7 separate regions of the Mus musculus genome follow, and all the other regions are linked to region 1. A link is a contact called in public HiChIP or PLAC-seq and promoter capture Hi-C data. All regions are on one chromosome and are shown on one strand. Each heading gives the region's core, a stretch centred on a gene start, on an enhancer-like site or on the middle of the called end of the contact. The rest is flanking DNA. Distances are from core to core; before and after follow the strand shown. Region 1 holds the start of Got1 (glutamic-oxaloacetic transaminase 1, soluble). Region 2 holds the start of Kazald1 (Kazal-type serine peptidase inhibitor domain 1). Region 3 holds the start of Pi4k2a (phosphatidylinositol 4-kinase type 2 alpha). Region 4 holds the start of Avpi1 (arginine vasopressin-induced 1). Region 5 holds the start of Zfyve27 (zinc finger, FYVE domain containing 27). Region 6 has its middle 18 kb from the start of Golga7b. Region 7 overlaps Crtac1 (cartilage acidic protein 1).

What was found. Promoter capture Hi-C pulls out the DNA fragments that hold promoters and counts their contacts. HiChIP or PLAC-seq counts read pairs in DNA pulled down with a chosen protein or histone mark.
Region 2: a contact with region 1 is called in a promoter capture Hi-C map of hippocampal neurons, with 6 times the contacts expected there. The contact joins the promoter of Kazald1 here to the promoter of Got1 in region 1. A contact is called at or near these places in 2 of 39 promoter capture datasets (hippocampal neurons and pre-B cells) and 1 of 115 datasets of contacts at active chromatin or transcription factors (pancreatic cancer cells).
Region 3: a promoter capture Hi-C map of liver shows a contact between it and region 1, with 2.8 times the contacts expected there. The contact joins the promoter of Pi4k2a here to the promoter of Got1 in region 1. A contact is called at or near these places in 9 of 39 promoter capture datasets (the 3T3-L1 cell line, the C10 cell line, embryonic stem cells and 5 more), 5 of 115 datasets of contacts at active chromatin or transcription factors (astrocytes, embryonic stem cells, large pre-B cells and 2 more) and 2 of 9 other capture datasets (adipose tissue and liver).
Region 4: a promoter capture Hi-C map of liver shows a contact between it and region 1, with 4 times the contacts expected there. The contact joins the promoter of Avpi1 here to the promoter of Got1 in region 1. A contact is called at or near these places in 8 of 39 promoter capture datasets (the 3T3-L1 cell line, the SN4741 cell line, embryonic stem cells and 3 more), 5 of 115 datasets of contacts at active chromatin or transcription factors (embryonic forebrain, embryonic stem cells, epiblast stem cells and 2 more) and 2 of 9 other capture datasets (adipose tissue and embryonic stem cells).
Region 5: a contact with region 1 is called in a promoter capture Hi-C map of embryonic stem cells, with 5 times the contacts expected there. The contact joins the promoter of Zfyve27 here to the promoter of Got1 in region 1. A contact is called at or near these places in 4 of 39 promoter capture datasets (the C10 cell line, cranial neural crest, embryonic stem cells and 1 more), 3 of 115 datasets of contacts at active chromatin or transcription factors (bone marrow-derived macrophages, embryonic stem cells and large pre-B cells) and 4 of 9 other capture datasets (adipose tissue, embryonic stem cells, liver and 1 more).
Region 6: a contact with region 1 is called in an H3K4me3 HiChIP or PLAC-seq map of forebrain, with 7 times the contacts expected there. The contact joins the enhancer-like site here to the promoter of Got1 in region 1. A contact is called at or near these places in 3 of 39 promoter capture datasets (the C10 cell line, hippocampal neurons and stem cell-derived epiblast-like cells), 2 of 115 datasets of contacts at active chromatin or transcription factors (embryonic stem cells and forebrain) and 1 of 9 other capture datasets (embryonic stem cells).
Region 7: a contact with region 1 is called in a promoter capture Hi-C map of hippocampal neurons, with 5 times the contacts expected there. The contact joins the enhancer-like site here to the promoter of Got1 in region 1. A contact is called at or near these places in 2 of 39 promoter capture datasets (the C10 cell line and hippocampal neurons), 1 of 115 datasets of contacts at active chromatin or transcription factors (differentiating embryonic stem cells) and 1 of 9 other capture datasets (liver).

What each region holds. Positions count from the first base shown.
Region 1 is chr19:43,522,819-43,526,849 of GRCm38.p6, forward strand. It overlaps Got1 (glutamic-oxaloacetic transaminase 1, soluble), which reads right to left and starts at 1,787. Exons shown (of 9, transcript NM_010324.2): 1 at 1,520-1,787. The coding sequence starts at 1,637.
Region 2 is chr19:45,074,425-45,078,455 of GRCm38.p6, forward strand. Kazald1 (Kazal-type serine peptidase inhibitor domain 1) reads left to right here and starts at 1,663. Exons shown (of 5, transcript NM_178929.5): 1 at 1,663-1,812; 2 at 2,240-2,789; 3 at 3,872-4,031. The coding sequence starts at 2,258. Gm35782 (a long non-coding RNA gene) reads right to left here and starts at 685. Exons shown (of 4, transcript XR_877888.1): 1 at 598-685.
Region 3 is chr19:42,088,790-42,092,820 of GRCm38.p6, forward strand. It overlaps Pi4k2a (phosphatidylinositol 4-kinase type 2 alpha), which reads left to right and starts at 1,646. Exons shown (of 9, transcript NM_145501.2): 1 at 1,646-2,147. The coding sequence starts at 1,713.
Region 4 is chr19:42,126,838-42,130,868 of GRCm38.p6, forward strand. Avpi1 (arginine vasopressin-induced 1) reads right to left here and starts at 2,156. Exons shown (of 3, transcript NM_027106.4): 1 at 2,034-2,156.
Region 5 is chr19:42,168,353-42,172,383 of GRCm38.p6, forward strand. It overlaps Zfyve27 (zinc finger, FYVE domain containing 27), which reads left to right and starts at 2,215. Exons shown (of 13, transcript NM_177319.3): 1 at 2,215-2,433; 2 at 3,194-3,391. The coding sequence starts at 3,195.
Region 6 is chr19:42,236,089-42,240,119 of GRCm38.p6, forward strand. No RefSeq gene overlaps it. Among named protein-coding and RNA genes, the nearest start is that of Golga7b, 18 kb to the right of the region's middle. Within about 2 kb of position 1,678, at least 57 of the 459 cell types and tissues checked have an H3K27ac peak or open chromatin away from gene starts, as enhancers often do. A contact at or near this core is called in forebrain and hippocampal neurons, where this site is marked.
Region 7 is chr19:42,315,424-42,319,454 of GRCm38.p6, forward strand. It overlaps Crtac1 (cartilage acidic protein 1), which reads right to left. Exons shown (of 15, transcript NM_145123.5): 5 at 3,182-3,338. Among named protein-coding and RNA genes, the nearest start is that of Mir3085, 37 kb to the left of the region's middle. Within about 2 kb of position 1,723, at least 63 of the 459 cell types and tissues checked have an H3K27ac peak or open chromatin away from gene starts, as enhancers often do. A contact at or near this core is called in differentiating embryonic stem cells and hippocampal neurons, where this site is marked.

The sequences.
Region 1 (4,031 bases), core at 537-3,036:
TATTCCTTGATGAAGTGTGTCTGTGTCTGTGTCTGTGTGTGTGTGTGAGAGAGAGAGAGAGAGACAGACAGACAGACAGACAGACAGACTAGGGCTATTTTGCACATCCTCTCTAAGAACCTAGATGAAAGAGAGCGAGAGAGAGAGAGAGAAAGAGAGAGAGAGAGACAGAGACAGAGAGACAGAGACACTAGGGCTATATTTGCACATCCTCTCTAAGAACCTAGATGAAAGAGAGCGAGCGAGCGAGCGAGCGAGAGAGAGAGAGACAGAGACAGAGAGACAGAGAGACAGAGACACTAGGGCTATATTTGCACATCCTCTCTAAGAACCTAGATGAAAGAGAGCGAGCGAGCGAGAGAGAGAGAGAGAGAGAGACAGAGAGACAGAGAGACAGAGACACTAGGGCTATATTTGCACATCCTCTCTAAGAACCTAGATGAAAGAGAGCGAGAGAGAGAGAGAGAGACAGAGACAGAGAGACAGAGACACTAGGGCTATATTTGCACATCCTCTCTAAGAACCTAGATGAAAGAGAGCGAGCGAGCGAGCGAGCGAGAGAGAGAGAGACAGAGACAGAGAGACAGAGACACTAGGGCTATATTTGCACATCCTCTCTAAGAACCTAGATGAAAGAGAGCCAGCGAGCGAGAGAGAGACAGAGACAGAGAGACAGAGACACTAGGGCTATATTTGCACATCCTCTCTAAGAACCTAGATTCTGAATCCCCTTAACGTCACCCTCTGCTTCAAAACAACTCCATTTCTTCTTTCTAACCTTCTAGCGCTTTCAGTTCCGGTTGGTTCCCTGCTGAGAGCATCAGTCTGCTCACTCTTCTCTCCTCGGCTGGCCTCTGCACGTGGCCAAATGCACACCAAGCTCTGTAGAGCTTCAAACATCCAAACAGTGATGACGAAGTCGCCGGAGGCTCGAGTTAAAGGGCTTTAGAAACTACAACACAAACGACCTTGGCAGAAGGCTAACTTGGTTCAAGGCAAATGATCAAGAAATGAAGACCCAGATGTGTGTGGCCTGAGATGCATGGGCTTCGCCTCATCTGCTCCACTCTGAGAATAAACCAAACCTACATCTTCCCCATGTGGGTTAACAGGCTTCCTAAGTGGCGTCTGCTACTCGCTCAACCCGGACTACAGCTCCATTAGGCTAACAGCTCTTTCATTCCCAGTTCCAGTTGACCACGAGACGCTAAAGCTACCATACTTCTCTCTCCTTACCATCCCCATCGTTGCTTTAGAACAAGTACTATAAAGAACACTGGGTGGAGAAACAAAAACAACATTTGTGTCCCAGATGTTACACCTGTTCTGCGTGACCTTGAACACCCCCTCTTTCCAAGGACTCTGTATCGCCATCTGCAAAATGGGTAGGTTGGTGATGTCCTCGTGGTCCCAACCTTCTCTCCTCGGGCTCCTCTCAGGGAGACACAAACTAAATCTCAGCTCCTCCTACGCCCACCTCCCCCCAGGCTGCTCGCATTCCAAGGCACTGCATCCTTACCTCCCACGCCGAGGTTAACCTTGCGGGGATCTGGATCATCCCGGAAGTCCGCAGTGAGCTTAAAGACCAGAACCGGAGGAGCTTGCGGAACCTGGGCAAAGACTGATGGAGGCGCCATCGCGACAGAATGTGCCGAGACCTCGAGAACGAGCCGGGAGCAGCTCTGTGCGGTGCGGGGTCCGGTGACTGGAGGAGACTCTCACCTTCGCCGGCGGGCGGGGCAGCCCGCGGCTTCCAATGGTCGAGCCGCGTCCGGAGCTTGGCAACGCGCTTAACCAATCACAACCTTCCGACTAAGAAGGGTTAGGCGGGGCAAGCCTCTACTAGCCAATTCGAGAAGAGGATCTTATCGGAGGCTTGTATGATGCAACCAATGCAATGTACACCGGAGGAGGTGTGGGCAGAGGCTAGGATGATTGGCGTAGCGTGTTCCAATCGCTGAGGCTTTTATTCCTTGGGGTGATGAGGATGGTGCGGGTGGCGGGAGTCCCCAGAGGACAACCTCCTGACCTTCTGGGGCCTGGAGACCTGGGGCGGTGGCCCGCCCGTGGGGAAAGCAGAGAACAGGTCTTTCTGTACCCGCTGAGCAGGTGACTGTCGCCGCCAGGCTCCGGCGGTGCGCACGTTCCTGCGTTGGCCAGGCCCGGCTGACAGCCAAGTGTCTGGCACAGGACTCTAGTGGTCCGCTTGGACACACTGTACCCAATCGTGGGTGACCTTGACTGTCTCCACTCAGTGCTTCCCCAGAAAGAAACCTGGATGTGTTGTCTTCCTTGATCGCTGGCAGGGGAGACCCTGCAGAAAGTAAGGGATGAGCACATACTAGCTTGAGAATTTTAACACCAACCCCCAGCCCCGGTAGATAACCGGGGCCGGGAAAGCCTAGCCCTAAAGGACCTTGAAGGATCTAGCGAAGCCTCTCTCTGCAGCATTCCTCCCACGCGTGCTGTCATCATCGATTGGCACACACCCAAACTGCTGCTTCTTTCTGTCAGGTCAGGCTGCTCCTTCCCCTGAGAGTCTATTTCTGTCCAGATCCTTTCTCCACCTGTTGACCTTGAAGATTTCACATCTGTCAGCCATCCATAAAACCTCTTAACACGCTGTTTGGTTAGACATCTCTCTTTCCTGTACTTGGGCGTTTTGTTGTCGACGTTACAAGTTTAGAAAGCCTCCTGATGAGTAGGAACCTAACTCTGGAGCCAGGCAAGTTAGGTTTAGATGCCGGCTGACTCTGACCTACTTGGGCAGGCCTGTTCCTGCTCTGTAAGATGGAGATAATAGTGTTTTCCTCCAGGTTGTTGTGGGGATTAGGTGAGTTAAGACACATAAAGTGTTTAGTTGCATACAGTAAGTGCTCTCTAAATACTAGCTTTGTTATGGCGCAGGGTCCACACCCCCTCCTAGATGGCATGATGCTTTGCCTGGGATCTGGCAAACCTCCCTCCGTTTCTTCCACTACATATTCACCCAATGCTGGAAGGCGCCAATTCCTTGGTATTTTGCGAGAAAACAGCATCATGGCTTCCTTTGGGTAACATGATAAATCTTCACGAGTTTTCGGTTCAGAGGATAAACAAAAGCCATCGAACTTTGAGCACTACTTGCTAAGCTTTTCTGTCTTTTTCTTTCCAGAAACATCGCCTTGTTTTTGTTTTGTTTTGTTTTTTTAAGGAAACTGCCCAAAGCATTTCATTAATGTTTTCCCCTAAGAGTCACAAGCTAATACGGAAGGTCCATCGGCTGTGCACTTTGAGTACGTCCAAAAATCACAGCCGAAGGGCAACTGGGGAGGGGTGTTCTGCAACCTAGCCTTCCTAGAATTTAATTTAGAAGTGTCGTCTTCACAACGTTAGGCAACAATGTCATGGTCACTCCCTGCGTCATTCCCAGGGAGAAAAGCAACCCTAGGTTACCTAAACACTGTTGGTTTGGCTAAGAACAAATAAATATTTCTCTGTGTGTGTGTGCATGTGCTCGCCTGTGTTCCTGTTCAGTTAGAGTTACGTACACAGCAGCACATATGTGCAGGGGTAAATATGTACATGTCTGCAACTGGGTGTAGGGACCAGAGGTGAATGTCAGGTGTCTTCCACAGTTGTTTTCCACCTTATTATTTAAAACAGGGTCTCTCACTGAACCTGGACCTCACAAATTCTACTAGACCCTCAGGTCGATGAGCACAGGAGATACAAGCATAATGGTCACTATTGGCTCGCACATGTGTGCTGGGTTCCAAACTCAGATTCTCAGGCTTGTACAGCCAGCACTCTTACCAGCCAAATCGCCACCCCAGCCTCCCAATAAATGTGTATTGACGGTGTGCACAGCTCCACAGTCAAACCTGTGGCGATCGGGTACTGCATAGTTTTATGTCAGCTTGACACAAGAGGAGGGACTTCAGTTGAGAAAATGCCTCCATAAGATCCACCTGTGGGACATTTTCTTTATTATTGATTGTGGGGGAAGGGCAGAGCCCACTGTGGGTGGTACCATTCCTGAGTGAGTCATA
Region 2 (4,031 bases), core at 413-2,912, 1.6 Mb after region 1:
TTTCACTTTTAAAGCACAAATGCTTCCCAAGAACTTCCTTAGCAGTCGGTCTCGGGCGGGGGGTGGGGGTGGGGGTGGGGAGTACAGAGACAGAAGACACAGTGATTCCTACTAGAGGCGCGAAGACTAACAGTAAACGCCGGCAACGATTAAGATGGAAAGCGTGTCTAGGACCCTGACGCTGGGGATTTTGATAGTGGCTCCTAGGGCTGAAAGCTCACAGTTCCTCATTTAGACCTGGACAGCTCCCACTCTACATCGGGCAACGATCACCGCCCCCAGTTACAGCTAGGGACCTCCCCTAGAGTGTCTCCATTCCTCCACCAGGCAAGCCCTCCTCGCGCCTTTTCCAAAACATCCTGCAATTCTCGCTTCACTTCTGCTCCCAGGCCAACAGTTAACGCGTCCTCCAACCAAGGGATTGCCTAGCACCACCATCGGAATCTGCCTGCCCTCGTTCTTTCCTGGCTTAAAAGCCGCGGGCTTTTCCTTTTCTAGCTTGCCGTTGGGATTCTCGCGACAATCCCGAAACCTCGCGTGAAATTCGCTTCCCGTCTCCTCGGAGTTTGGGATTGCCTGTGTACAGCTCTCTTCTACCTTGTCGGAACCCCTCTGATCAGAGGCAGCGTCTCTGCTGACTGAACGCTCCTTTGAGGAGGGCTCGGCCAAAGTCAGAACTGCGCGGTGACTGCAGTGCTTCTTCCTCGCAGGGTAGAGCGGAGCCGCCGCAGGCCGCGGACGCACGCGCAGTCAGAACCTCTGACGCCTTCTGGGCGGGGCCTATATAAGCCCCACCCTTCCCTTGCCTAAAAGCCCGGTTTCCTTCTGCTCCTCCTCCTCCTAGGAGCTTGGATTGCGGTTTTTGGAAGCTGTTTGGGGGCCGGCGGGGGCGGGGCCTGCCATTCTCGGGGTGGTGGGCGGGCCTCCGGGGATGCTTTGCTTCCTGCCCCTAACCCAAAAGTGCCACCGTGGCGTTGGCGGAGGTCTCCAGACTGAACACTTTTGGCCCCGACATGCTCGAATTTTGCAACCTGTAATCCGGAGCCCAGAGACGCCCTATGGGGAGTCACCCGCCGGCCTTGCTGCGGCCGCTAGTCAGTTCCGACCTCTAATCACCAGGCTCCTCCGCGGGTTCAAGCACCTGCCCTATATTGGGAGGGAGGTAGCCAGATGTGGATGGCAGCTGGAAAAGCTTATAGTCTAGTCTGCGCCCCAGTGGAGAGACTGGGTGAACACAGCTGCAAACCGTGCCCAGAGGAAGCTGGCCCCGAGCCTGGCCTCCAGAAACGCCCATAGTGTTGAAGTCAATTTTACATTGAGTAAAATTTCTTAGCCTTTCCTTCTTTCTATATTGTAGCTGTTTGCCGCTCTCCAGACCTAAATCAGATGAGACAGGACCTGAGGCTCAGCCAACAGTTTGAGCTCCTCGGCCATTCCACCCCTATTCTCTTCTCATAGCCTTTGCTTTCCCAGTGGCGGCGTCTGGTTACGCGGCTCTGTACACTCATTGTGACTTTGGGCTAGGGTCGAAGTGAAAGGCCCAGGAGGGTCCTTGTGAGACTGGATAAAATTATCGGCCTCGGGGCCAGGGAAGAAGGCGGGTATTCGACATCTGGGGGCGGGGAGAAGAGGCGGAGGAGTTTCTCTTTGAATCTTAAGTCTGTGGGCTGCCAGCGATCCCCTGACAGAAGCAGGGGTGGCCTGCGGGTCTGGCTGGCCGTGCATGCGACTCTTCGTTCCCTACCGTTTTTTTTTTTTTTTTTTTTTTAGGTTGGAAATCCCAGCTGTTAAGGGCCTAGTCCAAGGCACTAGGTGAGTCGCTGGTATGTCCCCAGCACCATCACCCCAACCTGAAGTTTTTACATCAAGTGTAGTTTTATCTATCTCTGGGGCAAAGATGCATCAGAGTTGGGTGGTTTCTGGAGGTGATGCTGGTGTGTGTGTGCGCGCGCGCGTGCATATATGTATGCATGTGTGTGTGTGTATACGCGTATGTCTGTGTATGGGTGTGTGCATCCCTGCATGGGTGTTAGTGATCATTCCCCGATACACTCTCTCTTTATTCCCTAGTCCCCAAGACCAGCTTAATCAATTACCAACTGGCATAAACCCCTGGGAATCACCAGGCTTCTTTGTTAGGGCTTCTAGTTGGCTACAGGGTAGCAGAGGATAGAATCAAGCTTTTATACAGCCTTGACTTTATCTCTGACCTCCAGACCTGGCTTCCCTCTCCTGGCAGGGTGCCACCTACGCGCCGATGCCCCGAGTGTTCACAGGGCTTCCAGCTAACTATGCTGCACCTACCTTGGCGCTGTCCTTGCTACTACCATTATTGCTGGTGGTGTGGACCCAGCTACCCGTTAGCGCGAGGCCGTCCACAGGCCCCGATTACCTGCGGCGAGGCTGGCTGCGGCTGCTAGCCGAGGGCGAGGGTTGTGCTCCCTGCCGGCCAGAAGAGTGCGCTGCGCCGCGGGGATGCCTAGCAGGCCGGGTGCGGGATGCGTGCGGCTGCTGCTGGGAATGCGCAAACCTGGAGGGCCAGCTCTGCGATCTGGACCCCAGCGCTAACTTCTACGGGCGCTGCGGCGAGCAGCTCGAGTGCAGGCTGGACGCGGGCGGTGACCTGAGTCGAGGAGAGGTGCCGGAGCCGCTGTGTGTCTGCCGCTCGCAGCGCCCGCTCTGTGGTTCGGACGGCCGAACCTACGCGCAGATCTGTCGCCTGCAGGAGGCCGCCCGCGCTCGGCTGGACGCTAACCTCACTGTGGTGCATCCGGGGCCCTGCGAATCGGGTACGCAAGTCCAGGGCTTTTAGTACCAGGAACCCTGGCTCCCCAAAGGCACTACTCCCGGATCCCCGACAGCGTTGCTCTGTGGTCAGCAGAATGAATAGTTGAGGGAGACCATGAGCCTCAAAGGCTGCCAACTAAAAAGCAGGTTGAGATTTGTTGCCAGGTTTGAGGTGCCTAAGAGCTCTATCCAGGCAGGTCCTTGCAGGGACTGGCCTCCGAAGGAACAGGCACATAGCCAATAGCTGGGTCTGAACTGAAAGGACCCCCCTTCACCCAAAACTTTGCGTAGACTGCTGGAGCCCTGTGAGATGCATCCTGTTAACCCTGGCTCCCGCCTATCAGTTTTCTCACGCATTTAGGAATTAGAGAAGGGAAGATAGCTTCTTGCCTCTCTTGTCCCTCATCCTTTGGGTTGGGGTTGGGGATGTTCAAGCTTGTGGTTTTCGTTTGGCCACCCACACTTCCTCAGCTTTTACCTACTCTATAGTCTGGCTAGGCTGGAGTTGCAGTGGAAATAAATGCACTAGCAGGGGCGGGGGGGGGGGTCCCAACAGTTTTCTGCCGTGCAACAAGGAGGTTTCAGGTTCCCCTGCTGCGGTGTTTTTCCCACCTCCTCCCTCTCGGAGCCCAGATCCTGTCGTATTCTCACGACATTTGGAATGTGGCTGCTCTTCAAGCCTTTGGGAACTGGGCCTAGTTAGAAAAGGGGGAAGGAGGGAGGGAGGTGTTGGTTACACGACCCGCAGGAAAGGGGCCCTTGGGTAGAATGAGGGCAGCGGAGCAGTCCAGGACAGAGCATGTTTATCTAGCTAAGCTGTGGGTCTGTAGGCAACGTCTGTGTAATGGACACTGCTCTCTGTGCCTGTGCACCTCCGAACTTGGCTGTTGTGCCCTTGTGTGCATCCCCCCTACTTTTGTACGTCTCCTGGCTTGTGGCATATTTTGTTTGCAGATGCATGTTGCCCTTGGCATGCTTTGTGTCCCGCTCCCAACATATCCACATCAATTTGTAAATTGTGTCCTCCCCGAGCTGGATACAGCCTCCTGTTCTCAAGCCTCATATTTCCATCCCCCTGCCCCAGAGCCCCAGATCCTGTCGCAGCCTCACAATATTTGGAATGTGACCGGACAGGATGTGATCTTTGGCTGTGAGGTGTTTGCCTACCCCATGGCCTCGATTGAGTGGAGGAAAGATGGCTTGGACATCCAGCTGCCGGGGGATGACCCTCATATCTCTGTGCA
Region 3 (4,031 bases), core at 396-2,895, 1.4 Mb before region 1:
TTATTTATTTTATATGCATTGGTGTTTTGCCTGCACTCTGTGCCTGTGCGAGGGTGTCAAATTCACTGGAGCTTGAGTTACATAGACAACTGTCATGTGGGTGCTATGCTCTTACCTACTGAGTCATCGCTCCAGTCCCTCCTTATTATTATTATTATTATTATTATTATTATTATTATTATTATTATTATTATCATTTTCTCTATTCTTCTGAATCTGTCTGTTTCTCTCTCTCTCTCTCTCTCTCTCTCTCTCTCTCTTCTCTCTCTCTCTCTCTCTCTCTCTCTGTCACTCTCTCTTCTGTGCCTGTCCGTGTGAAGGTACCTGAAAAGGCTTAAAGGAGGGTGTCAGATTCCCTAGAGCAAGGCTTAGAGGTTTTTGTGGCCCACCTGATATGAGTGCTGGGAACTGGTTCCGGTTCCGGTTCCGGTTCCGGTTCCGGTGTAAGAGCAGCAAGTGCCTTAGCTGTTCCTCCATGCCTGCAGCCTCTGTTCTGTCTCTAGGTTTAGAGTGGATGCGCTCTACATTGCACTCCTGCAAGCTCTGCCCTCTGAAGCTTCCGGATGTCACGTGCCCTCTGCTGGCTCACTAGGCCTTTAGTGTTTAGCTCTGCTTTTCCTCAGCCAAGCAGGGTGTCCTAAATAGGCTTTAGCCTTCTTCCTCCTTCACTTTGGCAATGCTCCCTGTGCATGGTATGCCTTTTCTTCCCTTCTCCCCTTGCAATTCAGCTACTTCCTTTAGCAGCTGGCTCTTGGTACAGACCCTGTATACGGCCTTTTCTCACGTTCTCAAGTCTATGAACTATTGCGAACTTTCAGCTAATATTGTTAGCTTTATATCTGTCTCCGGTGGTGCTTATACAGAGTGAGGACAAAGCTTCTTCCTTTTATTAATGAAAACGAGGACCAACTGTGTCTAGACATTCAGGTGAATAAAGTCACGGACTAATTTATTCTCAAGGGACCAAAGCTTTCCTCAATGATCAGATTTACATAGTATATGAGCAAAGCATACTATGTAAACTGCATGAAGACTGACATTTATTATTTACTTTTGGTTTTTCGAGACAGGGTTTCTCTGTGTAATCTTGGCCGTCCTGGAACTCACTATGGCCGCAAACTCAAAGAAACAGATCTACCTGCCTCTGACTTCCAAGTGCAAGGTTTAAAGGTTTAAAGGCATCCGCCCGGCTGAGGTACTAGGATTTTTTTTTTTTAACTTATTGCGATAGCACAAGTGACCTATGTCATTGTTGTCGTTTCAATTCTTTGTCCATAGCTGGTGCTTAGTGACACAAAAATGACATTTTGCAGTTTCACAGTCAGCTCAGCGTAGCCAGTCAATAAGTTAGCAAGGAAGCAGCTATCGGAAAAGCTTCCGAAGATCTGTCTGCCAATTGGAAGCTGGGGCGGGCTAAGGGCAGAGGGCGTACCTAACCCGGGTTTGTCTCGAGCATGCGCGGTCTCCACAGAAGGTGACGCGAAAGCTAAGGAGGCCGCGATTGCGTAGGCGCAGGTTCTGATTGGCCACTACACAAGCGCGAGGGGCCGTGCCTACGCGTCGCCAAGTAAACAGGACAGGCTAGGGGCGGAGCTACGGAGGCGCGGCTCCCTGGTTGGCCAAGCGGGAGGTGGGGGAGTGCCGCGGATTGGTCACGGCCGCGAGCTCGCTGGTGTGGAGCGCGCCGGGTCCCCGAGCCGGCGGCCTGAGGGATGGACGAGACGAGCCCGCTAGTGTCCCCCGAGCGGGCCCAACCCCCGGAGTACACCTTCCCGTCGGGCTCCGGAGCTCACTTTCCGCAAGTACCGGGGGGCGCGGTCCGCGTGGCGGCGGCGGCCGGCTCCGGCCCGTCACCGCCGTGCTCGCCCGGCCACGACCGGGAGCGGCAGCCCCTGCTGGACCGGGCCCGGGGCGCGGCGGCGCAGGGCCAGACCCACACGGTGGCGGTGCAGGCCCAGGCCCTGGCCGCCCAAGCGGCCGTGGCGGCGCACGCCGTTCAGACCCACCGCGAGCGGAACGACTTCCCGGAGGACCCCGAGTTCGAGGTGGTGGTGCGGCAGGCCGAGGTTGCCATCGAGTGCAGCATCTATCCCGAGCGCATCTACCAGGGCTCCAGTGGAAGCTACTTCGTCAAGGACTCTCAGGGGGTGAGCGCGGGGGTGCGGGCGCAGCGGGGGCGGCGCCCTGGGACCGGGGAAAGGGGGAATCGAAAGGGTGCAGAAAAGAAACTTCAGCGCCAGCCCCCGGCGAGATTGGGGATGCTTCTGGGGACTGGAAGTGGAGAAACCTCGCGGGATGAAGAAATCAATCAGAACCTTTTTGCAGGGGAAGGCGTGAGCGAAAAGAGAAAAGAGGAAATTGACCAGATACGGGGCAGAAAAGTCCTGACCCAAGCTGCTTTCCAGTCGGTCCCTTAGCTTCAAACTACTGGGACAAGTAGCTAGTCATTGCCTCCAGATTCAGGGTTTTAGACCTATTCTCTTTCACCTTTTATTTATTTATTTTAGTTTGGCCCAAAGCTGTGTGTCGACCCATCACGGACTCAGAGGATTTAATTCCCTCTTGTGTTGTGGGGCTGTCTTTGTAGGGATCCCAGGTTTCTTATTAGCAGTCATTGGTGACAGCGTGGGTGGATTCGTCAGTGTCATCTGTCCTGATTATTGCTCACTTCTGGGAAAAGGTTCATATCGTTGCTTATGGTTCCTCAGTGTCAGAGTGTGGAGCTTTAAAAACACGAAACTGTCTCCTGCCCTTTAATTTTTCCTTCAGTTCTATATTAGCAGTTTACTTAGCTAGGGCAGTTTTGCTGACCTTAATTCTGTCGCCTGCTTTTGTACTGGGGGGGTGTGGAAGCAGGATAATGTGGGGCATGAGGTGACTGAGGCAGCGAAGAAGTGACCTTTATCCATTTGAGACTTCATAAGAATTTAAAACTTTGGACACAGATCAGACCAGAGCTATTAGAGGATTAGTAGGTCAAGATATGTCAGCTCTTTCTTGTTGATGTTGTCAGATGTGCCAAATGGTTCATTTTAAAAATTTACTATTTTTATATGTATTAAAATTATGGGTGTTAAAGTTGTATCAAAATTCCCTCCCTTCCCTCTCCATATATCGCCCCCCCCCCCCCCACACACACACCGTTTCTCTCTGTAGCCCTAGTTGTCTCTGGAATTCACTCTGTAGACCTGGCTGGCCTTGATCAGCCTGCCTGTACCTTCCCAGTGCTGAGATTAAAGGCATGTGCCACCACTGGGCAGCTGGTCTCTTGCATTTGTGTGTGTGTGAATTTAAAAACAAAACCAAAAGCGCAACCTTAAAAATTAGCAGGTGTGGACCAAGCCTTTAATCCCAGCAATCAGAAGCTGGGGGTTCTTTGTTAATTGGAGGCCAGCCTAATCTACAGAACGAGATCTAGGGCAGTCGGAGCTACCTAGAGGCACCCTGTCTCATTTCACTGTAGCCCAGGTTGGCTTCAACTCACATTCCTCCTGCCTGAACCTCCAGGGTACCGTGTGGACTCTTTGTTTATCTTATTTTTTCATTTTAAAACTTTTTTTTTTGTTCTGTTTTGTTTTGTTTTTTGAGACAGGGTTTCTCTGTATAGCCCTGGCTGTCCTGGAATTCACTTTGTAGACCAGGCTGGCCTCGAACTCAGAAATCCGCCTGCCTCTGCCTCCCGAGTGCCGGGATCAAAGGCGTGCACCACCACGCCCGGCTATTTTAAAACATTTTATGTGTCTTGATATTTTGTCTTTATTTATGTGTCTTTTCCCAGAGGATGGTTGGGTCCCTGGAATTGGAGTTTCAGATGACTGTGAGCTGTCATGTGGGTGTTGAGAATGGAACCCCGGGTCTTTTAGAAGAGCGGCAGCTTCTGAGCCATCTCTCCAGCCCCTTGTGTGCTCGTTAGATGGGTTGCATGCTGCTGTGTGGAACTGGTCAGGGTGGGTTGTGACTTACTGCTCTTGATAGAGCTCATTTACCCAGAGCTGCCCTTGAGATTACAAAGCCAGAGAGCCATTCTGTCA
Region 4 (4,031 bases), core at 906-3,405, 1.4 Mb before region 1:
ATCTGGCAGGAGCACAACACGGCTAAGTGGTCAAGCCCTAGGTAGCCTCTTAGGCTGGCCTGGGGTGGTAGAAGAAAGGGTGATGCCCTTTTTTCACAATCAGCAATCTCGTGTTCTCTGTAGAGGCTGGCAGACCAAGGATCAACCAGCAGCTGTTTGGAAGGAGGAAATGGCTGCCCACTTTGTTCCAACAACCTCTAAGGGACTGTAGGGCTTTGACTGGCCAGCCCCCAGTGAGCTAAGTACACCCAAGCAAGAAATACCGGGCAGTCTAGTGTCTAGCACTCAACCACACACCCTCTCAACCCTGGGAAGCCTTGGCCCCCGGAGATTTTGAAGCCCTTTGCTAGTGGGAGCCTCACCCTGGGAGTAAGACAACGGAGTGAAGGTAGGATTCCAGGTAGGGCAAGATGGTAAACATTGGGAAAACTGAAGTGGGGGTGGGAACACTTTGTCAGGAGACACTTCCTGTCTCATTCAGTAGGTTCAATCATTAATTTCTTCCTAATCGCCTGGACAAGACCTTACGCCAAGAAGCTCAGTGTATACTTGAACAATGGTACATTTTAAAACTGAAAAGCAAAAGCATGGGGCCGTTAAGATTACAGACAGAGCTTTCCTTCTAGAGCCGACATAGAAGATAAGCTCGGATCCGTGCACAGACCAAGCAAGTAAGGACTTGTCGCAAAACACTACAAATGGACCCTAGAGCGTCAGAATGAACCCCCAGAGTAAATACTGAGGATGGCAAAGTTCAACATCTTTTGAATTGGGCATTAAAGGAAGGACATACTATAGAGCTCTTAACTCGACGCTTCTCTGCCTTGGAAGTGAAGAAAGAAACTGGGCCCCTACTCCAGACCCATTTTCAGGCATGACTTGAAAAATGAACTAACAGAGCAAGGAAAAGATCCTTTTGAAAGAATTCAAAACCCCTAAGGTGGCAGTGACGCTGACCACTGAGTGACCTTGGACAAGTCACTTTTCCTTTGCTTTGTTCATCAATCAAAATAGTGAGAGGGAAAATCCTCACTGGGTACAGAGATGAAATATGAATGACCATCCTAGTACCTGGCCTACTGTGGACACTCAACATTGTACATTGGTTGAATGAAAAATGATGCGAAGAGAAAGCTATTAACAAGACTATATAGAACCATGGCCGTGGTTAATTTAGCACTGACGTACAAACTACTCAGAGGGCTTCAAAGACAGGCTCATCTGTGCACTTTTAAAACCATGGCTACATAGAAGGAAGCTTGCTGCGTCAAGCAAGAAGAGCACTTTTGAGGACCTTTTGGTCCTCCTGTCAGGTGGCATCCTAATCCCCTGTTAGCGGGCACTATTGTTAAACACATTTTCCAGATGAAAAAGCTGACCTCTTGAAGTGGTGACTTGCTCAACTCCACAAGGCTGGTAGGTGATCTTAGGCTATTAACCAGGTGGTCAGACCTGGGCGCCTTACCAGTGTTACTTTCATTCTTTCCAGGTGGCTGAGAAGGTGGTCAAAAGAAACGTGGGGGCAGAAGGTTCTGAAACCTCTAAGACCGTGCCATCTTCGTCTGGGGGTTTTGGAGGTCGCCACTGATTCGCAGACAGGATTCCCACGCCAGCCTCTTCGCTGGACTTAGAGCAAGCGGAGCTAGAGTAGAGCCCTCTGGGAAGTTAGATCGGTGTCGGGTCAACCTATTGCCAGTTCCAGGAGACCCCAATCGGGATCCGGCGGCCAAGACGCCTACTGTAACCTCTCTCGGGCTTTGGGAAAAGGGCGAGCGCAGCTCTGGGCTCCTGCCCTGAAAGTGATCACAAAGGCCAAGCGGAGGTGACTGGCTGGCTAAGAGATTGAGAGAGGATATCTTGGCCGAAGTTACAGGACGACATCCCCACCACAGTGAGCCCCAGGGCTCAAAGGTGGCGACTGACAGAGAGAAGCCCCTAAGTGGATCTAGGATGTGAGACCCAGCGGATTCCCAGCTGCGACCGTCGGCCCGCGCGCTCCCACGCACAGCTGAGCCGGACCGTGGCCTACCTACCTGGTTGCCTTAGCTGCCCGAGGCAGGCGGAACGCAGCCGGGAGCCTGGCCGGGCCACCTGGATCACGGCCACAGTTCCTCAGAGAAAGTGCTCCGAGCCCCTTCAACAGCCAATCCTCGGTCACAGCCTTAGAGCGAGAAGCCGAGCCAACTTCGCCAAATCGAACGCGGAGCCTTCGCGGACCAATCAGCTGCTGCAGGGGGGAGGGGCGTGCCTTATCCCTCCCTTTTCCCGTGCCCGCCTCCAAACCCAGTGCGGAGATTCCTTGAGTCCAATCATCTAGGGAGTATCGGCGAGGGGCGTGTCCTCCGGGTCCTCCCCATCCTCCCAGCTCACCTGCCCTCCCCACGCCTGGAGGCGCCCCCTTGATTGACGTCAGTCCCAGGGGCGGGCTCTGCTTTGCGGGCACGCAGGCGGGGCGGGGTCGCATTCCTGACACGGGGTGCGGCTGGAGACCGCGGGCCCTGCAGGGTACACGTGACAAGTGCCCCTTTTCTCTGGGTCGAGTCCAACGCACGTGGCGTAGGGTTTCACTGTTAAGATCCTCATAACCTACAGTTCCTAAAACTCCCTTCACCTCCCGGGCCTCCTGGGCCTGCATTCAGAATGATTTACAAATCTTGTAGCGACTGTGCCAGTTTGGTTACCTAAGGAGAACTTAACAGCTCTTTGGACATCTTTCACTGAGACCCTTTCCAGTTCAGTTTCCTTGACGGGCTGTAAGAGAACTGCAACCCTTACCTTGAGGTAGTTAACAGCCTAGCGACAGAGGCTAACACTGAACCACCACTTGGTATGTGACTACAATCATGATCACATGAAGTTGAAAGAAGGTAAAGAGGAAGGAAGCATCTTTGAGAGGTCCTGGAAGCCACAAGAAGGAGCATAACCAGTAAAGAAAGGAGCTAACGTTTTTAGAACGAGGAAGAATGGGCCTGGGCAGAATAAAGGAAGAGAGGGAAGAAAGCACGCTGGAGCCAGGACGGCTTTTCTCCAGAGGGATAAAATAAGGCCTGGAGATCCGCTATAAATAGCAAGGTAGCCATGGTGGGAGGATGTAGGTAGGCAGTGACGTTTGCATTTGCCCCTCTGAGGCTCTATAAGCAAGGAAATAGAGTGATTTGTACTTATGAATAGGCATTCTGCGGTCTTTACAAGTCTTTACAGAGTGACTATAATGTGGTCAGCCCTTTACAAGGGTTAATTTATTCCCCACCACCAACAACAACAACCGTGGCGTGGCACTAAATTTGCATTTTCAGAAGGTCTCACCAGTTCCAAGGAAGCCGGGTTGGAAAGGACAAATGACTGCAGGGGATCTGTGAGGCTCTTTTTTAGTTCTTCACTGCTGTGAGCATGCTGAGAAAATGCTCCGTCCCTGAGCTACTGTGTGCCACTTCTTGTCTGTCTATCTGTCCGGCTGCCTTTCTGTTTCACTGAGATGGGTTTTACTTTGTAGTTCAGACTGGCCTGGAATTTCCATCCTCCTGGCTCAGCCTCTTGAGTGCTGGCATAATAGAGCTGTACCACCAGGTCCAGCTGTCAACCTGGAGGGATGTTGATTTCCTTCATCCGGGGCTTGTGCTCCTGTCCAGAAATGTCCGGAGGGATGCCTGTCTGGGCAGCAGGTGCAAGCAGAAAGTTTTCCTGACTTCCCTCACGTCAAAGCTGACCTTCTAAGTTTAGTTTCTCTTCTATAAAACTCCCAGGTAGGGAGGAGATGAAGGGGGCTGGAGGGAAGGCTCAGTGGTTAAGGAGCACTTAACCAGCACCCACAGGGCAGCTCACAAGCTTCTGTAACTCCAGCTTCAGAGGATCTGATGCCCCTCTCTGTCTCTGAGGGTACCAAGCACACACCCGGTGCATATATACTCAAGCAAAAAATACACGTAAAGAGAAACTTCAAAATGTTCCATCAGCTTCGTGGGATTCTTTTTGCAGGGTAAAGGGGAATTTTTTATTCTTCCTCATCCTGGTGACTAGTTCCTCCTTGTCCC
Region 5 (4,031 bases), core at 965-3,464, 1.4 Mb before region 1:
TAACTCTGGGTCTACATCACTAACTCTAACCAGCCCCAGGTCCTCTGCAAGAGCAGCAAGTGCTGTTAATTGATGAGCCACTTCTCAGTGCCCACCCACAACTAACGTTAAAAAAAACATTATTATGTATGTGGTGTGTGTGTGTGTGTTTGCAGCTGTGCATGTGTGCATGAGAGGAGGCAAGAGGACAGTTCTGGGGAATTGCTTCTCCTTCACCATGGGGCTGGGGGATTGTACTCAGTCCTTCAGGTTTGTACAGCAAGTGTTTTATCCACCAAGTCATCTTGCCAGTCCACAGATTTTGAGCACTTAAAATGTGCTGAGGAGCTGGGCGGTGGCACTGCACGACTTTAATCTCATCCCTCAGGAAGCAGAGGCCAGTCTGGTCTATAGGGCGCATAGTGCCAGTGCTCTAGCTTCTGATGACATTAGCTAACGGCTGATGGTGAATGTGAACGTGAATGCAATCCCCAGGGAGGGTTAGAAGCAAGGAAGGTGGCAGATAGATGACATTCAAGGGAAGAAAAACCCTAAGGAGACCTTGAGGGTAGGAGGCCAAGAGAGGTGGTCTCCTGGACGCTCAGGTGGGGAAAGGAAGAACAGCGAAGTGTCCAGTGTTGCTGAGAGCTCCTGCAAGGAAGACTGGAAATGTTCGCTGGGTGTGGCAGCCAGAAAGGCAGAGGTGACCCAGGAAGACGGGATTACAGTTGGCGAGGGCTGAATAGGTGAGGAATGAGCAGAAGAGCGGGCAAGTCAGAGGAGGAAACAAAAGTGGAGGTAAAGAAATTTCTTGTGCATCTTGTCTCCAGGCGAAGGGGTATTACTGAGAGTAAAGATTTCAGAGCCTGTGGGACAGTGACCAGCCTGAAGGAAGTGAGGAGAGCCCAGATTCCCAGTGCAGCTGAGTCCTGGCTGAGGAGAGCAGGCGTGCCTGTCTCTCTGAAAAAGAGATGCTGGACGAGATGTCAGTGAAGCTTTGGGGTAGCTCAGAGGAGGGGTTATTGTCGGCTGAACAGCTAGGGAAGGCTGCTCACAGCTGACTCCTGCTATGATGGCTTGCTTGGGTTTGGATGGAAGCAAGAATCGGGGCAGGCAGGTGTGACAAGCAATCTGAGGACTTGGCAAGAGTCCAGGGCCCTTGCAGGTAACAAAGAGGGTTCAGCTGGCTGAGACTGAGGCACCTGAGAGAGAACAGCAGGACAGATGAAGCCAGTGGATGCAGCCTCGTGTGGGTGGTGGTATGGCTGGGGTTGCTGGCATCCAGTGATGTATTTGGCTCAAATCCCAGCTCCGAGCAGTTTATGTGCTGTGACATTAAAGAAGTTACTTACCATGACTACAACTCCTCATCTGTGAAATGGTGATAACCCCGATAGGGTTATTGAAGGAGGAACAGATAAGATAATGTGCACAAAAAGCTTAGTGTACTGCCTGCCTGCTGGTTAAATGGAAACCCATGGGAGGTGTGTTTTAAGGGACAACAGCTGGGTCACAAGATGTGAAGAGGATAGAGCTAGGAACGGCCTGCACAGGACCTTGAACACAGCAGCTACGGACCACCGTTCCGTCTCTGCTAATGTTGTAACCCTCGAAATTACTGATACTACTAGAGAAACTTCAGTGTCGTGTACAGTTTGTCTCTGCGTTCTCACGGCAAGCACTATAGCAGACAGCTGGTTTCTGTGCTGCTGTGTCTTCCTGCAGCAAGCCAGGGGCTCTCTCACCGTTAAAATGGCACTACCCATAGGCACCTGACATACAAGATGTGTTTTCTGTCTTCCCTAGGTTCTCAGAGCTTCTATCCACATTTTCTTTCTTTTTTTTTATCCTTCTCCATCCCTGCCCCCACACGCCCCACTTTTTTTTTTTTTTTTTTTTTTTTTTTTGAGCCAGAAGCTCCCATAGCCAAGACTGGCCTTGAACTTGCAATACTCCAGCCTCAGAAACCAAAAGGCTGTGGTTACAAGTGTGTCACCACGCTAGACTCTCTAACTGTCCTTGCTGTAATGTTCCGGAGCTAGGCTGGCTCCCAGGTCCTAGGACTCCCGGGCATTAAACGAGTCATCTCTTGGGTGGCAGGAACAGAGTTAACCAGAAATTAGCCAAGGAGGGAAGAGTGCGCAGGCGCAGTATCAACGCGCTTGCTCACCTGCGCTTGGGTGGGAGGAGCTAAGCCCGGAGGCCGGACCCAAGGCGGGACGGGCGCGGTGACGTCACGGGCGCGCCACCGCAGAGTGAGTCGCGTCCCGGAAGCGACGGCGGTGGAGGGGCAGACGGTTCCCGGGTGGACCTGCGACTTCGGAGCGTCGGTGGGAGGTGGCGTGGCGTGGCGTGGGGTGGGGCGGGCCTGGCCTGAGGGACCGCTCCGGGGCTTGGTGGCCCTTCTGTCCCCCTGGCCGTTCCTGTCTCTTCCTTTCCTGGGACAGCGTCCGGGTAGGTGACGACCGTGACGCCCCAGCCTCACTGTATTTATTTACGGAGCCTGGCCCTCCGGCCCTCCCACCGCGTGTGGGTCGCCACCTGCAGGCACAGCGACCTTAGGCGTGTCCTGCCCTGCGCGGCCTCAGACAGGCTGGTGGTCTGGGCCTCTGTCGGCACTGACCTGCTAAGCCTGTCTCGCGCTTGCTTGGGTTCCCTTTCTCCCTAGCTCGTCCTGTCGAGAGTTTGGGGTCCAGTCGACCCCTTTCCAAGTGATGAATGGGAGCCAGGGTTAAGAGCGTGATAAGAGTGTTGTTAGGAGAAATTCATGAACCTCTGGGAGCCCTGGTAAGGGTCTCCCAGTGTACACTGGCGCGTTCATAAAGACTTCCCAGGACAAGATGGTCCCCCTTACCCTGACACCTGAAGGAGGAGCTAAAGATAGGAGAAAGATGTCACAGGACATCTTTTCTCTTGGCATTACCTACTGCCTTCTTTCAACAACCTGGTTATTAATGGTTTATATGCTCTTGAAAGGTCTGTGAGGGAAAGGAGCGTTGGAGGGGCTCATGAAGAGTGATAGGCTTTATAGCGAAGACATCCCCTTCACCCTGCTACTTCCTACTTCAGTAGGAATAAAATTTCTTGCAGTGTGAGATGGGTATTCGCGTTCACCTCTCACAGTTAACCTTAGGAACCACACGAACTGTAATGCAAGGGGGAAATGTGTTGTAGTCTGGAAGTGCATCGTGAGTGTAGGGATTTACGATTACAGAATGCAGACTTCGGATCGGGACCTGAGTGGGCCGGAGGCGAGCCCCAGCGGGATGCCTGAGGTTCTCTCTGAGTGTCCACCTGCCCCTACCAAGTCAGCAGCGTTTGATCTCTTCAACCTGGTCCTGTCCTACAAGAGGCTGGAGATCTACCTGGAACCCCTGAAGGATGCAGGGGACGGTGTTCGATACTTGCTAAGGTACAGACTTTAGGGTTCCTTTGTTCTTCCTCTGGGCTCTCCTGTCTCCCTGGTCTTTAGCAGTTCTGGCCAGCTAGGCAGTAGTTGGGCTATCCTTTCTGCTCTAGCGATGACTAGTTCTGGGGAGACTTGTGTGACCTTTAGGTGTATTCAGGTCTACTTGTGTTCCAGCGCTATGCAGGGAAGGTGGGAACTGAGAACCACTTGGTCTTCATCAGGACTGTAGTTGGATAAGCTCCTCTTAGGGACTGCTGGAAAGACACTGGCCTAGTATAGCTTAGAGCAGATGTAGGGATTTTTTTTCCCTTTTCTCTCTGAATATTAATGTAATTAATATTAAAATCTTGATTTTTATTCTTTTGTATGCATGTGGCGTTGTGTGCAGGTCAGAGGGCAGCTTTTGGGAGTTAGCTCTCCTTCCAGGGTGGATTCTAGGGACAGACACAGGCTTGGCAGCAAGCACTTTACTGGCTAAGCTATTTTGTTGTTGTTGTTGTTTTTGTTTTCGAGACAGGGTTTCTCTGTGTGACCCTGGCTGTCCTGGAACTCACTCTGTAGACCAGGCTGGCCTCAAACTTAGAAATCCTCCTGCCTCTGCCTCCCAAGCGCTGGAATTAAAGGCGTGCGCCACCACTGCCCA
Region 6 (4,031 bases), core at 428-2,927, 1.3 Mb before region 1:
TCCGGTCAAGTAATAACCCATTTTATGGATATGCCACAGTTTCATTGGCCCTTGATGGACATCTTTTTCTACCTCTTGGTTATTGGCTCTGTTACTGAATATGTGTGAACAACTGCCTAACTGAGGATCTTGTTTGCAGTTCTTTTGAGCATAAACTAAGCAGTGCAATTGTTGGGTCATATACTAATTCTGTCACACTGTTCCAAAGAATAATTATCTCTTGTTATTTAATCTCAATGTATCAGTAGCATGGGTATGTGTGTCCCTGAAGTGTGCGTGAGTGCCGGCAAGTGTGTGCCATGGCACAGGTGGGCAGATCCGAGGACAACTTTCCAGAGGCAGTTCTCTCTTCCCATGGATTCCAGAGGGGAACTCAGGTCATTAGACTTGAACGATAAGCATTTTTTACCCTCAAACCCCCCTCTCTCATTGGCCTGCTCTCTTTATTTTTAAGACTCTATTCTTCTGAGTGAAAAGATGATCTACTGTAGAAAAACTTGAAAATTAGTAAAAACTTACAAAATTGTTTTAAAAGTAATTTAGCTGGATGTGGCAGCCCGTGCCTGTAATCTCAGCACTCAGGGGGGGGGGGGTGCAGTAGAATTGTGGTTTTGACATCAGCCCTCCCCCCATATAGTGAAACCTTGTTTCATAACCAGGGTAATTGTAACAAGGCTGTAACTCTGTGGTAGAGGCTTGCCCAGCATCACAGGTCCCGGATTAGACTTCCAGCACTGTAAAGGGGAGACATTTTAATATATATACATATAAAACTTGTTTATATATATATATATATATATATATATATATATATATATATATATAACATATTTAATATACATAGTAACAATTCAAATTAAGAAATTTCTATGGGAAAAAAGTATCTTTATTTCCTCCCTCTTCTTTCTCCCAGACTGACTCATTTGCCCTTTAATGAGTACATTTCACAATTTTCTAGTATACTTGGGTGATGTAGTGGTATATACCTTTAATCCCAGCACTTGGAAAGCTGAGGCAGCTGGATCTCTGCGACTTCCTGGACAGTAAGGACTTTGTAGGTAGACCCCATCTCAAAAAAAAAAAAATCAGAACAAAAATAGACTTAAAAATTTATTATTTACTGTGACTATGATTGCAGTACTAGGGATTCAGTGTAGTGCCTCTTGTGCTAGGCTGGTGCTCTACCAGTGAGCTAAATCCCTGACCTACTGTGTGCCTTTCCATACATTTTCTGGGCATCAATGTCAATTTGAATATTTTCATATAACTATGTCACACTATCCAAATTGAAACCCTTCTATTCGTTTCTTATGAATTTCTGTGTTCTAAAGACCATCTCACAGCCAGGCTGAGGGTCCCCACCCTCAGATCTGAGACCCATCTGGATTCCATTTAATGAAGTGTGACAGTCCTGGATATAGCTGCCTTTGGGTATGGGATAATGAGTATAGTATATGAATACGTTATAAGTTTTCTTTTGTCTGCATATACAGATTCTTTGTAAAAATGATCATGAATTACTTATTATAAGAAATAAAAAAACAGTCTAGAACCATGGGCCTGCAGGCTCTGTGCCCAGCTTGTCCCTTAATTTAGCACTTGCTTCAGTCTTCCTCCACTGCATAATGAGTTGTTTATGTCTTTGCATCCCTCGGGGGCGGTTGGGCAGGCTTATTCATCTCTCTGCCCTCCCTGCCTCTTCCCACAGAGCTGAGCCCAGGGCCAGGCACACAGCAGGTTGGCTGAATGGCAGGCTAACCCTCTAGCTTGCATGGAGGCTACCAAGAACAGGGTGGGTCCTAAAGACCCTCCTCTGAGACTCACAGAATGGTGTTATAGGTATAGAGTCCTGACCCCAGAGGCAGGCCTTGGGTGGTCACACTCTGCCTGGATATGGGAGCCTAGCCTCCCTGGGATGTTTGGTGTGAACACAGGTGCATTTGTTCCTGGTGGCTTCAGCCAGGGGTAGCAGGCTGCACCCAGCTGAGGAAGTAATTAGCAACTGCCAAGAGGGGGAGGAAGCAGGGATGCTGGGGGCCCTGGCTCCCTTTCTAGAGAGATATAAATAGCTGGTCTCTGGGCTCCACTCTGGAGGTGGAGAGCTGTATACTCTGAATAGAGGTGCGAACTGGCAGTGTGGGGAACCAGGGTGCAGGCTGCCTTCTCGGGCACATCTGTCAGTCTGGGTGGGGAAATGGGCTGAGGTCTGTGTCTATAAAATGCCTGGCTAAGGCTCTTCTCCCCCAGCCTGGGGCTTCCCATCTGTCCCCACAGACTAACCTGCCAGGACTCATGTTCCTGCTGGCCTCAGGTTGCTATTGGGGTCATGACAATGGCTGGCCAACGCACGCCCCATCCTCCTACCTACCTTTCTACAAGAAGTAGGCTGCTAGGGGTCGGTGGGAGCCCAGAAATCCACGCTATTTATAGCATTTCTCCTGGCACATTCTCTGAGGTACTTACTGGGCAGTGTGTGCCTGACTCATCTGAAAACACTTTATAAATAACCCAGCGGGATACGGTGGCATGGGCTGTCCACCCAGAGCCTGGCTTTGAGCACCCAGGCTTTGCTAGCTGTCCTCTACAGAGTGCCTCTCTACTCTGGGACAGCTTGGGATGCTGGCGGGAACTTTGACAGCCCTGGAAGAGGTGCCATAGCAGGTCTGTTCCTCTCGGTCATGGTGTCAACACCACAGCTTTCTATTGGGAGCCTCAGGGTTTCCTAACTAGGCAAACTGAGCTAGTATGTGCTAAGTTCTCTGGGTGACCTAGAACTGAGGACTCAGAACCTCGCTGGTAAGAGGCGAGGGCAGAGTGTGGTGAGCAGCAAGGCCATGTCCGGATTGTCAGTTCTGAGTCTCCTTTCTAAATTAGACTCCAGGGTATTTACTGAGTCTCCGGGTGCCTGAGCTGTACTGGAAACATATTTTAACAAGGCTTGGCTGGTTGGTTGACCTATTGTTTGGGGCCTTTGCAGATCATTCAGTACCCAAGGGAGATGTCTGAGGTTTCTCAAGAGCACAGTGGCCAGGTGTTCCCCTTCAGGACAGCCCTGAAGCACACCTGGAGTGGGATGAGAGGTGAGCAGGCGGCATGCTGGGCCAACAGTGAGAGTATACTGTCTGCAGTTCTTTCAGAACTCACAGGGGAAGCTATAGTTTGGCCAGCATATATGTGAAGATAGTCTGGGCCAGAGTATATGTGAAGATATGGCTTCAATCACTTGCCTATGCCGTAGCAGAGAAGAGAAGCAGGCCTTGGACTTGGGTCTAATGACACTAAACACACCAGGGTCCCTCAGTGCCATACTCTTCTCTTAAGGACACCAGCCTCCAATTCTTCTTTAGTTCTTTCTCAAGACTGGGTCTCATTTATATAGCCCAGGATGATCTAGAATTCACTGTGTGGCCCAGGCTGGCCTCCAGCTCATGACCCTCCTGCCTCAGTCTTCTGAGTGCTAGGACTACAGGCACATATCACCACACCTGACTCATGAGAGCCATTCTCCTGAAGTGCGTGGCATCTATGTGCCCAAGGCTCAGAATGGATCTGCCCAATGGATGTGCTCAAATGATCATGAAGTCAGCATGAAGTGGATTGAAAGTGCACGGGAGACATTTGAAGAAACCTAGAATAGTCTGACGCTGTCTGCAGGACCAGAACCCAAGACCAGTGTGGAATCAATTGCTGGGGGAACGGAGGCATCAAGCTCTGGCCCCAGCCGTGCACTCCTGTTGTGTGGGAACCTGGCAGTGGGATGGCTGTTAATACTCCCTGTTTCTGCAGTGGATGGCCATGTTTGAGCTATGTGGGATGGGCCCCAAGAAACAGCCCTCCAGGGGGTCTCTCAGAGGATATGTTGGGATAGATGCAGGAGCTGGGTATAGGAGAAAAACGTTCTAAGGGCTGAGGCAGCATTTGTGAAAAGCTCCACGATCGGAAAGGAGAGTTGGGCAGATGGAGATGTTCTTTGAGGATGGGGTAGCTGAAAGGGACATGACTGGACGGGTGAGACAGGTCAGATCGGGAAG
Region 7 (4,031 bases), core at 473-2,972, 1.2 Mb before region 1:
AGGGGGTGTGGCCTGAGTGCAGAGGTCCTGGGAAAAGGGTAGGGCCTGGGAGAAGGAGGCCATGTGCAGAGGGAAGAAGGATGACGGTGACAGAAAGCTGCACTCCATTTGGGGAGGGGATAAAGATGCCCGCCTGCATAGTGCCTAGACGGGAAGACACAGACTTCATGCCTCCATGACAGATGGGCTGGCTCTCTCAGCTCCATCCTTGAGCTAGCTCAAGGCCCCAGGAGATGCCCAGCAGAGAAGCCTGGTGCCACTGTGTCAGAGCCATAGGCCCAGGCTATGGACTAGGCATCCCCATGTTATTTCCTTCTCCAAAACACTGTGAAGGTAGAATTTGTGTGGGGAGAGGTCATTGTCTTCTATGGCTGTCCAGGCCGGCGTAAGCCTGCTCCCTTTAGCCACTCTGCTAGTTGGCTGGGTCAAGGTGCCTGGTGAGATACCACAGGACTGCTGCTCTCTCCTATGCCAAACCCTCTGTGGGACGGACACCACTTCTCAGGGTTCCCACACATCTCAGCTCCCAGCCTTTCCTGGCTCCAAGTGGTCTCTGATAGTTGAAGAGACCTTGGAGTGGTTAGGGAGCCACAGCAAGGGACAGCAGGCTCTCTACTGCCACTGTGGGTACTAGCAGCTCAGGTTCAGACACCCTCCAGGGGCTCAGTCCCCTGAGAGCAGGCATTTCAGCCACTAGATGGCACTGTGACCCAGCAGAGTGGTAGTGGATGCCAGAATCAATAGTGTCTGGAGAGATCTCCCTTCCCCCCTCCTGCACAACTAACAACTTGTGTGTGGTTTGCGTGCCATTGCTCTCCAGCCCCCCACCACTGCAGCCTGCTGTCCTGAGCACCCCAGGCCAGACAGCTGCTTTGGCCTGACAACCTGCATACACAGTTCAGGGCCTGTCTGCCAATTCATACCCAGAGGGTAAGGGGCCTTCCCTTTACCAGCTGGGAGCAGCTTGCTCTAGTTGGAGGTCATCAGAAAGGTCAGCTGGTTATGGCTGGTTTAAGCATCAGGACATAAGGCCCCAAGTGCTGGCTTTCTCCAAGTCTCCTAAGTGACCTTGTACAAGTCCTTTCTGCTCTTTGGACCTAGTCTGATCCCTTGGCAAATGGGAGGTCCTCCCACCCAGTCCTGGTGGCTGCCCTCAAAAAAAAAATGGGAGCTCTGTGGCTTGGCTGCAGAAGCCTCAGTTCCCTGAAGCACATCTGGCCACTGCTTGCTTCTCCCTCCCAGCCTGCTTAGGCCTTGCTTGTCCCTCCTGGCTTCCCAGACCCCTTCCTTGCACTATTCTGGCAATGAGCGCTGGCCACCTGCCCAGAGTCTTGGCCATTGGGCTGGGCTCAGCATAGTGGCCCTTACATTTGGGGTTCATTCCTAGGGCTCAAGGGAGCACTCTGGGGTCATTTCCCAGCCAGATGTCCATGTGTCATTAACCGAGTGACAAGTGGGGGTTGCAGGATAATGTTGGGGGGCTGGGGAAGGCAGGCAGACAGAACAGTAACTTGGTAGGCCAAATTGGTTCTTGCCAGCCAAATAGCTTCTGGAAGTCTGCAGAACTGCTCTTATGTGTCCTCTGGGTATGCCAGCTGCCCCGGCCTCCTCCATCCCTCCACAGAAGCTGCTGCCCCCGCCTTGGGTTGCCCTATCCTTCCAGCACGGCCAGCACAGTTGGCTGGGGCTCCCATCGCATCTCTGCTCCTCAGCTGTCTTTGCTTGCGCCCCTCCTATCCCTCCTGGGTTCTGTGCCAGCCCAGCCAGCGTGAACAATGCCCCCTTCATGCTCCAGCCTCCTGAATTCTTCCATTCTGCGTGTAATGCACTCTCCCCGTCCTTGCCTCCCTTCCATCTCATCATTTTCAAGTGTTTCATCCCCCAGCCCATACCCCTCCCTCTCCTGCAAGATCAAGGCACTTAATTGCCAAGCCAGCCCAGTACACAGAACTGGGAGCTTACTCAGAAAAATTGACTGTACCAATCTGGGCTGAAGCGCCTCATGTTTATTCTTCTTCCCAGGGAAACATGGTTTATGACTGACACTCAGCCTCTCCGCCGCACGTTTATGCCCAGGGCTCTCAGGCACATTGATGGGGCTTGAGCCATGCAAACTATTTTATTGTCTAGTCATTTGTCCCCAAAAACTTTGTCAGATAGGCCAGCATCAATCTCTGTCTCTCATGGAGGTGGCAAGTCGGCTGGGTAAGGGCACCGCTCACTCCTGCAACCTTTCCAGCATGCAACTTGGAGATTTGCTACTACCAGCCCAGTGTCTGGAGGAAGGGAGGGGCCCACTTCATCTCCCCTGCCACTTTCCAGCTCCACAAGCCTTGAGTGTAGGCTGGCCGACGCTGTGGTCGTGTCCGTGGTATAACTTGGAGCAGATGTACGGGGAAGGCTAGCTAACGGGAGGATTTCTACATCCCAACTGCAAGGCGGGTGTGAACGAGACCAAGTTGTTATGCACAGGCCTGGCTTCCTGATTTTTGGCACTCACAACAGGAACTGGATGGCTCTGCCATCAACAGCCTATTGGCAGATTATCAGAGTTTAGTCAGCAGCCCTGCTGGAATTAGAAAAACAGCCTTCCCTAGAAAGAGCTCCTGTCAGAGGCTCTCTCTGACAATAGGTCCCCCATCCAGAAAGTTGAGGGGGGAGCGCACCTTCCATAAAAAGTGCGGGAGAGGGTTTGGAACAAGAACACAATTCTTTGAGCTCAGTTATCCGAGACGGGACCCAGCCGGAGCTTAGGGACTTAGCGCTCAATTCCTGGCCGCTTATGTGTAAGTAAATAATTTCATCTGCTGTTGGGCAATAAAGAAAGCTTTAAATCTCAGCTCCTGTGATCTGTCAGATTTCACCAATGCAATCTGCTCACTCATCACTGGGGTTACAGCAGGGGAGGGGGCACGGGGTTCCTGGGACAGGATACATGGTGTTCTTTCCCTTTCACTTCATGCCTGCTGTACGGTATCCCCACCCCGCCAAGCTCACACCTGCCAGGGATCTCACCTCCCCTTTGGAGAGGCAGCATACATGGTGGGAAGGGAAAATGCCTTCCTCCCTGCTCAGGGATTATAAACCTTCTCTGTCCTCCTGGTTGCTGATGACTTAGACACAGCTCTCTGCAGGGCCCTGGACCCCCAGCCCCAGCCCCTCTACTAATAACTCTGCTTACCTGTGTACTTGCTGACCCCAGCCTCAGCCGCCACGTCCCTGAGTGCCAGGATCCCCCGGGACAGGTCACTGGCCTCAGGGTCCATTTCGATGAGGGCATCAGGCCCCACATCACCATAGGCATAGTTGGCTATGTAGATAGAGTATCTTCCAGAGCCCTGAGGAAGAAGAAAAGGAGGAGGGTGAGAAGCCCTGGCCATGCTAGCCCTGGCTTCCCCAGGATTTGTCCCCACCCCAGGGATCATAGCTTCATCAGTGGGTTGAAGCCTGTGCTGCTACAACCCTGACAGGTGCTCATCACAAAAGCTGCGTGCAAATGACGACCCCCCCCTCCGCCCCTTCTCGAGCCAGACAACAAAGCAGCCTCTCTTGTTCTATCCTGTTCCAGAAGAACACATCTCTCCCTCTCCCCCACAACCACCTTTTTATAGACAATTTTCTAATGTGCCTCCCTCCAGCTGAGCTCGCTCCAGCTGCCAGCCAGGGTAGCTGCTCAATAAATATTTGCTGATTGATTGATCTACCAGTTCCCATTATTCTCTGTCTCTCTCTCTTTCTCTCCCATTCAAGCCCACTCCAGCCAAGATGACAAGCAAATTCCTAAGCCTGCTCCCTCTCCTCCTTCCGGGAAAGGCACGGATTCGCGGGGTCTTCCATCTGCCTTCCACTCCCGTCTCCCATATTATCAAGAGGAGATATTTCACTGTTTTGGCCTTTATAATACTGTCTCCGTCTTTTTTTTTTCCCCCTCCAGAAGAAGGGGAAGCCTGGGGCACTGGCTTTTCCTTCAGTAGCCATTCTCAGTAGTCCAAACCCCACAGATAAGATTCCTTTATGCCTGTTATTATAAT